Regions from separate parts of the Triticum aestivum genome. Here region 2 is linked to region 1. A link is a contact called in public Hi-C data. All regions are on one chromosome and are shown on one strand. Each heading gives the region's core, a stretch centred on a gene start, on an enhancer-like site or on the middle of the called end of the contact. The rest is flanking DNA. Distances are from core to core; before and after follow the strand shown. Region 1 has its middle 88 kb from the start of LOC123143662. Region 2 holds the start of LOC123143665 (alpha-1,3-arabinosyltransferase XAT2).

Region 1 (4,379 bases), core at 1,668-4,167:
ACCGTAGGAGTGCTTTGGGTGTGCCAAACGTCACAACGTAACTGGGTGACTATAAAGGTGCACTACAGGTATCTCCGAAAGTGTCTGTTGGGTTGGCACGGATCGAGACTGGGATTTGTCACTCCGTGTGACGGAGAGGTATCTCTGGGCCCACTCGGTAATGCATCATCATAATGAGCTCAATGTGACTAAGGCGTTAGTCACGGGATCATGCATTGCGGTACGAGTAAAGAGACTTGCTGGTAACGAGATTGAACAAGGTATTGGGATACCGACGATCGAATCTCGGGCAAGTAACATACCGATTGACAAAGGGAATTGTATACGGGATTGACTGAATCCTCGACATCGTGGTTCATCTGATGAGATCATCGTGGAACATGTGGGAGCCAACATGGGTATCCAGATCCCGCTGTTGGTTATTGACCGGAGAGGCGTCTCGGTCATGTCTGCATGTCTCCCGAACCCGTAGGGTCTACACACTTAAGGTTCGGTGACGCTAGGGTTGTAGAGATATGAGTATGCGGAAACCCGAAAGTTGTTCGGGGTCCCGGATGAGATCCCGGACGTCACGAGGAGTTCCGGAATGGTCCGGAGGTGAAGAATTATATACAGGAAGTCCAGTTTCGGCCACCGGGAAAGTTTCGGGGGTTATCGGTATTGTACCGGGACCACCGGAAGGGTCCCGGGGGGTCCACCGGGTGGGGCCACCTGTCCCGGAGGGCCCCATGGGCTGAAGTGGGAAGGGAACCAGCCCATAGTGGGCTGGGGCGCCCCCCATGGGCCTCCCCCCTGCGCCTAGGGTTGGAAACCCTAGGGTGGGGGCGCCCCACTTGACTTGGGGGGTAAGTTACCCCCCTGGCCGCCGCCCCCCCATCCAGATTGGTTCTGGCCGGTGCCCGCCCCTCCCAGGGGGCCTATATAAAGGGGGGAGGGAGGGCAGTAGTATTACAGCCTTGGGTGCCTCCCTCCTCCCCTGCTACACCTCTCCCTCTCGCAGAAACTCGGCGAAGCCCTGCCGAGACCCGCTACATCCACCACCACGCCGTCGTGCTGCTGGATCTCCATCAACCTCTCCTTCCCCCTTGCTGGATCAAGACGGAGGAGACGTCGCTGCACCGTACGTGTGTTGAACGCGGAGGTGCCGTCCGTTCGGCACTCGGTCATCGGTGATTTGAATCACGGCGAGTACGACTCCGTCAACAACGTTCATTGGAACGCTTCCGCTCGCGATCTACAAGGGTATGTAGATGCACTCCTTTCCCCTCGTTGCTAGTATACTCCATAGATGGATCTTGGTGAGCGTAGGAAAATTTTAAAATTCTGCTACGATCTCCAACAGAGAAGGACCTTGAGTTCTTCTACGCCTCCACCACCATCAATGTGGGGAACGGAGCGAGATCGCCTTTTTGGAACTCCCCTTGGCTGCTTGGCTGTAAACCAAAAGACATCGCTCCCCTTATTTACGAGGCCTCGACGAGGGAAACATGGAAGGTGAGGGAAGCCTTAAAGAACAATGCATGGATCCTCAAGATAAAGCCCCCAGATATTGTCACCGTCCACCACATCCGAGAATTCTTCACGCTTTGGATGCTCGTGCATGATTTCCATCTTGATGAGCTTGCAGATGATGTGATTGTGTGGAAACATAAAAATGATGGGGTTTACTCCGCGGCCTCAGCCTATAGAGCCCAATTCTTGGGTCTGGTCATATCCCCCTTGGACCGCATGATATGGAAGGATTGGGCACCACCAAAGGTCAAGTTCTTTACTTGGTTGGCCCTTCAGGACAGAATTTGGACTGCTGAAAGACTTGCAAAGCATGGATGGGAAAATTGTGGCTTATGCCCGCTTTGCAAACGAGAGCCCGAGACCGGGCCACATCTCTTCTTCAAATGTCGTTACACCATCAGACTCTGGAGCATGCTGGTTGCAAAACTTGGCCTTGAACATGTTGATATATCTACATGGCGCTTGCCGGGATCCGTTGAAGAGTGGTGGGATAGAAGAGCCGGCATGGATATTCCATCACGCAAGGCCATGGCATCTCTCATCATGCTTGTCTCTTGGGCAATTTGGAACGAAAGGAATGCCAGGGTCTTTCAACATAAAAGTGCACCGCCCTCAATCGCCCTCGACATCATCCTCAAGGAAGCGAAACTATGGGTCGCCGCGGGTGCAAAGAAACTAGGGGAAATCATAATACGCGAGTAATTATCATGCGGTGTTGATGGACACTTGCAAAACTCTATTCCCCTCTTAATTAATATATGAGGCAAATCTTTTGCCCTGTTTCAAAAAAAAAAGATGGCAATCACATTTTGCTCGGGTAACAGGTAGATTTACGGTGTTCGTATTCTTGCACGAATCAACAAGTAGGAGTAGATTACTAGAAAACAAACGTGTAATTAACCAATCAAGGCATGATCATATCTTTTTTTTTGCGGGGTGGACACGATCATATCTTAAGGGTATTATAGACTTTTCAACAAACAGATGAGATGAACCAAAAAGACCTAAATTACGTTCTCAATTGTGGGTGTGTTTTTTCGCCGTTGTTTCTATGTATAGCTAAAATTTAAGCCATTTCGGAAGAAAACTCGGCCAAATTACATTTAAACCCTGCAATCCAAGAATATGGCCTCTCAAAAATTTGGTCTGAAAATGACACGTGTTCCTAAAAAAATGGTGTCACTCCCATAAAACTTAAATGCTACCGCGTGATTGTCGGTTGCCCACGGGCGGAGAGGGACCCGTCCGCGGAGACGCGATGGACACCGACGGTGACGCCACGGCACCCACCTGCACTTCCTTCCTTCCCTTTTTTCTGTATATCAGCCGTGTATGTACATATACAGCATATACACTGTAGTTGCCAGCCCGTATGTGGTCGAAGGCGCCTCAGACATTTCGTTACGAGCGTAGTAGTAAGGCGGTTGGATGGATGGGCACGTGTTACCTACCGACGTACACGTGTGCGGGACAGACACGATCGAGATGGCCAGATGGGACAACATGCATCTATGCAACGCAAGTTGCGTTGGAGGGGCGCGTTCCCTAGAAAAATGTTGCAGGGGCACGTGGCGTTTGGATCCACCTTGCCGTAGAAAAACACAGGAAACAGATGTTATAATACACACTATTTTTCTTTTGAGAAAGGTACTCGTCCTCTCCCTCCCTCTCCACTTTCTAGAAGCTTCTCGTCCTCTCCCTCTCTTCCTCTCACACCGTCCGTGAAGGCGCCTCGCCGTATCCGCGCTCCATCTAACCCTGCTATCCAAGCACCTCTTTAATTAGAGTTAGTTTAAGGTTAATTTAGGATTAGAAGAGTATCCAAACAGGGTCTACGGAGAGTACCACATACACTTCCGTGGCCGGGAAGTGAACGGCTTGGCTGGTTTCGTCGCAGGTGGTCGGTTTGACTAACGGCGAAGCAGTTCGTTTAGTCGCAGGCAGGCACAAGCATGCTTCATGTACGTATAGCACATCCGCTGCACTGTCGTTCGCAGTGCAGGTCGCTGTTTGGCGCGGCCGTCTCGGCGAAATAGTACTAGCAGAGGTTTGGAACCGCCTGTGTACGTATCTCCGTACGTATGTCGACAGTCCAACCGCTGCAAAAACTATGTATGTACGGGCAGAAGTGAGTGTGACTCGGAAGCAACGCCCGTGCGTGCCTGCCTGCGACCGTTTAAATCTTCCTAACCAAGACACGCTGGTTAATTCTGAACAAGAGATGGAATGTACAGTACATATGATTACGAAGTAATGCTGTTCATGCCTTGTATCCTGCAAGATATATGTATTGATTACTAGCACATGTTTTCCATCAGGGATGACTTGATCGCCCTGCTGAAAGGACTGCGGAGGCAACCAAAAAATGTCACATTCTCTGCAGTATTACAAAAATCCCTAAGGATTTCAGTGTACAAAAATGTCTTTCGAGTATCTGTTTGTACTGTAAAGAAATTAACCGGGAGCTAGGGTAAGTCGAAGCAAGCCGCTTTGAATCTGAAAATGATTGGGAGCAAGGCGCCAAACAAGATCACGGGATGCCGGGTCCCCGATCATCAGCTCCCTTTCGCGTGCCCCATATATCCAGCCACATGTTAGGGTGTTAAACCACCCGAGCTCCCAATTATTTTCCACTTATTTCTGGACATTAGCGTTTGTCCTAACAGGAAGAGACACGGAAGTACGCCGTCACCAAGGCGAAAAGGAAAAAAAACGTGTGCGACCCGGCCGCCGGTCCTGGCTGCTCACCAAACCAAACAAGCAATACATGTACCGGTGGCAGGCTGCTAGCTGACTGGCAGAAATCACGAGATTAGCACAACCTAATCTCCCGCTGCGGGACCCGGCCGGCGACGGCGACGAAAGAA
Region 2 (4,567 bases), core at 673-3,172, 160 kb after region 1:
GAGACACGGAAGTACGCCGCCGGTACCGCGTCACCAACGCGACCCGGCCGCCGGTCCTGGCTGGTTACCAAACCAGCCAAGCAAGTTATCACATCTACATGTACCGGTAGCAGGGTGCCAGCTGATTGGTAGAAATCACGAGATTAGCATTACCTAATCTCCCGCTGCGGGGCCCGGCTGGCGACGGCCAGGAAACGATCAACGGCCTAGGACTAGGACAAAGGAGTAGCTGATTAACCCAAGCCAAAAAAAAGTAAGATTATTATGTTTCTCAATAAATGTCATCTTCGTCGTTTAATGAAACAACCAAGTTATTTTTATTTTGGGCTGACTGCCAAAACTGAAAGAAAATAAAAATCCAAGGCCCTCTTTGATTCGGATGAAATGGAAAATTGTAGCGGGATGCCAACTTGAATAGCGTGTGCAACATTTGATGCCGCAGGAAAAACAAAAAAATTGTAAAACTATGTTGGAGCGGATGCTATTCCTATGAAATGTAGTACACATAATTGTTTAGAATAAAATTCATGTAAGATTCAATCTTATAAATCAAATGAACAACGTAGGAAAATTATCTAAGGATTCTAACGCTCCAAAAATCTTATAGAATACATTTGAATCAAAGGAGCCCTAAAGACGGAAAGAACGTCCTGTCTACAACCCCGCAACCGTTTTTCGCATCTCGCTTTCTCATCAAGTTGTTGTGGGATTTTGAGAATCATTACCAACCTGGAATTTAGATGCTATCCCCATGGCCGGGATCCCGTTTCTTGCATCACCATCATGCGATTGCGAAGTCGAGAGACGTTGGCTCGTTCTGCGCACAAATGACTTCTCAAGCATTAAGATGTCGTTTTATACGTAGGCCAGGTCAAACTCTATTGATTTGATGGGCTAACCTTTTGCCTTGGTTGTCTAAAAGTGTTGCCAATCTACCGGGTAGTCAAATTTGTTATGTTGGCTGCAAACCATTTAGCCTTGTAACTATGACGTCGTCGTGTGAAAGAGAAAACTGCCATTTTAAATGTTCTCGGGTTTTAGTGTGGTTTGATATGTAGGCCGTGCTTCAAATGTTACATTGGTTACCTTATAGGTACTAAAATATTTTTGCCGATTTGTTGGGTAATCAACTTCTGGGCCAGGGACATGCAGACACGTACTGCATCATTTTGTTTCTACTTCTCGCGGCATCCGTCGTCGCTGAAACCCCCTCCCCGCCATTCATTCAGATCCGAAGCACCCAACACCAGAGCTCGTCGTCGGGCATGATGAGAAGCCATGACCTCACCGCTCCGGCGAGACGACAAAGGTTTACGGTAGAAACCGATGTAATCAAGTGTTGGGCCATGTCTTCAAATGCAGTACAGTACCTTCATGCGTTGGTTGATTTTCATACCGAGAACCAAAATAAGATGAGCAGAAATTAATTGTGAGAAACCAAAACGGAGGGGTTTGCGCAAAGAATTTAATTCGCAGCTTCGAAAGGAAATCTTTCACCACCTTCTGCCATTCGGTAATTTCACACTTTCAACAGGAGTTCCATTTATTTATTTATTTATATTCGTATACACAAATTCACGCGTGTTGGCACGTCGGTCTGTGGGAGGACCCGTGACGCTGGTAAGTACACGCCACATTCACGCTCTCGGTCGGCCGGTCCGGGCATACATGCATCTTTTCCTGTGGCCGAAAACGGAAAAAACAATAATGATAGGGGAGAGAGGCAACTTAGCAACAAACAGTGTGCGTGTGGGTGTGGGCCGGACCATGCATGCCCACCCTGCGTGGCTTAGGGCCGGCCCAGCACGACGCACGCACGTCGTGCGTTCCAGTCTCTCCGCACGATGACGGCTAATCCCGGGGGCCAGGCTGCTAACAATCCTGGATTTTGCTGCAATAATCCCTCACTTATGAGTTGCCGCAGAGCATTCCGATTCTTTATTACCACCTCGTTTAATCATCCGCACTCGGCGAGCAGAGCAGCTGAGGTCCATCCAGATCCAGCAGGGCACTCGCCACACGAGAAAGTTTCAAAGCATCTCCCTCTCTCTCTCTCTGTCTCGAGAAGAGTCTTCCTCCTTGGGGGGAGGCAGGCAGGCAGCAAGCAAAGCCCAGCAAGCAAGCAAGGGAGCGGCCGCTTCTTGCTGCTCCTCCAGATCTAGCCGGGGGAGGAGGAGGGGTTCGTAGGTGGAGGGCGCGCTGGGGTCCGCGTCGGAGATGAAGGCGGCGCTGCGGAGCCGGCAGGAGCCGCGGCGGGTCAGCAACGGCGTCATCATCGCCGCCATGCTCCTCTCCCTCTGCGTCCTCAGCATCGTCAAGGCCAGATACTGCTCCACGCCCTTCGGTATGTCCACTATCTTTTTCCTCTTTCCCCTTCTCTTCTCTTTGTGTCTGAGCTAGCTGGGTGGATGGATGGATGGATGAGAGCTTGGATGTTTCTTGGCATGGCCGCAGGGAAGCCGGACGACCAGCTCAAGGAGCAGATGAACTCCAGCATCCGGATGGAGACCGACGACGAGCCGGCGCCCGCCGCCACCACGGTCGGAGGTGAGCTGCCTGGATCGATTGACCGATTCGGCGGAGCTACCTAGAATCGGCCGATTGCTGATTTGGGGACGAAATGTATGTAGAGCATGCTGCTCAAGACTTCCTTTTTCTTCTTTGTTGATTGGTCAGGTTCGGAGGAAGATGTGGAGGAGGATGTGGAGGACGACAGCGCCGCCCCGGTGCCCAAGGTCACCGCGGAGAGGGCGGAGAAGACAGCCGTCTCCGTCTCCGGCGCCGGCACAGGAAAAAAGGATAAGGATAAGGGGAGGCACAAGAAGAAGAAGCCGACCTGCTTCATGACGAGCAAGCGCTCGGAGCGGTGCGAGGCGGCGGGGGACATCCGGGTGGTGGGCAACGTCTCCACCATCTACATCGACTCGCTGGACAGGGAGTGGCGGACCAAGCCGTACGCGCGGTACCACGACCCCGTCGCCATGACCCACGTCCGGGAGTTCGTCCTCAAACCCTTCCCGTCCGACGCGCCGCCGCCGGCCTGCACCAAGAACCACTCCGTCCCCGGGTTTGTGTTTTCCAACCGCGGCTTCTCCGGCAACCTCTACCACGACTACACGGACGTGCTGGTGCCGCTCTTCCTCAGCACGCGCAGGTTCAACGGCGAGGTGCAGTTCCTGCTCAGCGACCTCAAGCCCTGGTGGGTGGCCAAGTTCCGGCCGCTGTTCCGGCAGCTCAGCAGGTACGAGGTGGTGGACGTGAACAACGACCTGGAGGTGCACTGCGTGCCCCGCATCGTCGTCGGCTCCGACTTCCACAAGGACATGGGCATCGTCCCGTCCAAGGCCGCCGGCGGCGTCTCCATCGTCGACTTCAAGCGCACCCTCCGCGACGCCTTCGGGCTGGAGCGCGCGGCGGCCTCCCGCGGCGGCGCCACGGGCGCCGGCAAGCCGCGCCTCCTCATCATCTCCCGCAAGAACTCGCGCCGGTTCCTCAACGAGCGGGAGATGGCGGCCGCCGCCGCCGCCATGGGCTTCGACGTGCGCATCGCGGAGCCCGACCAGCACACCGACATGTCCACCTTCGCGCGGCTCGTCAACTCGGCGGACGTGATGGTGGGCGTGCACGGCGCCGGGCTCACCAACATGGTGTTCCTCCCCGCGGGGGCCGTGCTGATCCAGGTGGTGCCGTTCGGCGGGCTGGAGTGGCTCACCGGCGTGACCTTCAAGAACCCGGCGGCGGACATGGAGGTGACGTACATGGACTACAACGTGCAGCTGGAGGAGAGCTCGCTGCTGGAGCAGTACCCGCGGAACCACCAGGTGCTGACGGACCCCTACGCCGTGCACAAGCAGGGGTGGGACGCGCTCAAGGCGGCCTACCTGGACAAGCAGAACGTGCGGCTGGATCTGGACAAGTTCAAGGCCACGCTCCGGGACGCGCTCAGCCGGCTGCCGCCGGCGTCGACCCCGGCGGCCTGAGCCTGCCCACGTCCGTCCCCGGTCCGGTAGATATAGGTCCGTCCGTCCGTGTATATCTATCTGCTCTGCTCTGCTCCGCTCCGTGCCTGCCTCGTTTTGCTTAACTTGATTCTTGATTTCTTCTTCTTCTTTCTTCTTTCTTCTTCTTCCTCTTGCTCTTCTTCTGGTAAGACCCCATTGACGGCGAGCAAGAACATGTGGTTACAGAGGATGTTGCTTCATACTTTTGTGATTATTTGCTTCTTATATCAATTAATTTACAAGAAAAAATATCAAGAACATATAGCTCCACCAGTGCACTGAGCAGCAGTCGATCCCCTTCTCCATTTTGTCGATCCATGAATCCATGGCAAGAACACATCGCAGCACTTATCTTCCCTCCCTTCGCCCAAATCTCCAATGGTAATGGCAATGGCAAGTCAGAATCCATGGGTTGGCACCGGAGAAGCTCGGTCATGGCGGGAGAGGAGGAGGACTGCGACTTGGCGAGCCCCTGCTCCGTGTCAGCCAGCTAGCTGATAGGTTTGTCTAGCTCGTTGGCAGCAGCCGCCAAGTGGTGGAGCGATTCCGTCAGCTGATCGATGTGT

Evidence for each region. A called contact is a pair of places that touch in the nucleus more often than the background predicts.
Region 2: a Hi-C map of leaf shows a contact between it and region 1, with 5 times the contacts expected there. The contact joins the promoter of LOC123143665 here to the enhancer-like site in region 1. A contact is called at or near these places in 2 of 5 Hi-C or Micro-C datasets (both in leaf).

Annotation. Positions count from the first base shown.
Region 1 is chr6D:77,980,619-77,984,997 of IWGSC CS RefSeq v2.1, forward strand. No RefSeq gene overlaps it. Among protein-coding and RNA genes, the nearest start is that of LOC123143662, 88 kb to the left of the region's middle. Within about 2 kb of position 2,918, at least 4 of the 8 cell types and tissues checked have an H3K27ac peak or open chromatin away from gene starts, as enhancers often do. A contact at or near this core is called in leaf, where this site is marked.
Region 2 is chr6D:78,143,674-78,148,240 of IWGSC CS RefSeq v2.1, forward strand. LOC123143665 (alpha-1,3-arabinosyltransferase XAT2) reads left to right here and starts at 1,923. Exons shown (of 3, transcript XM_044562617.1): 1 at 1,923-2,344; 2 at 2,455-2,547; 3 at 2,677-4,261. The coding sequence starts at 2,218. The coding sequence ends at 3,980.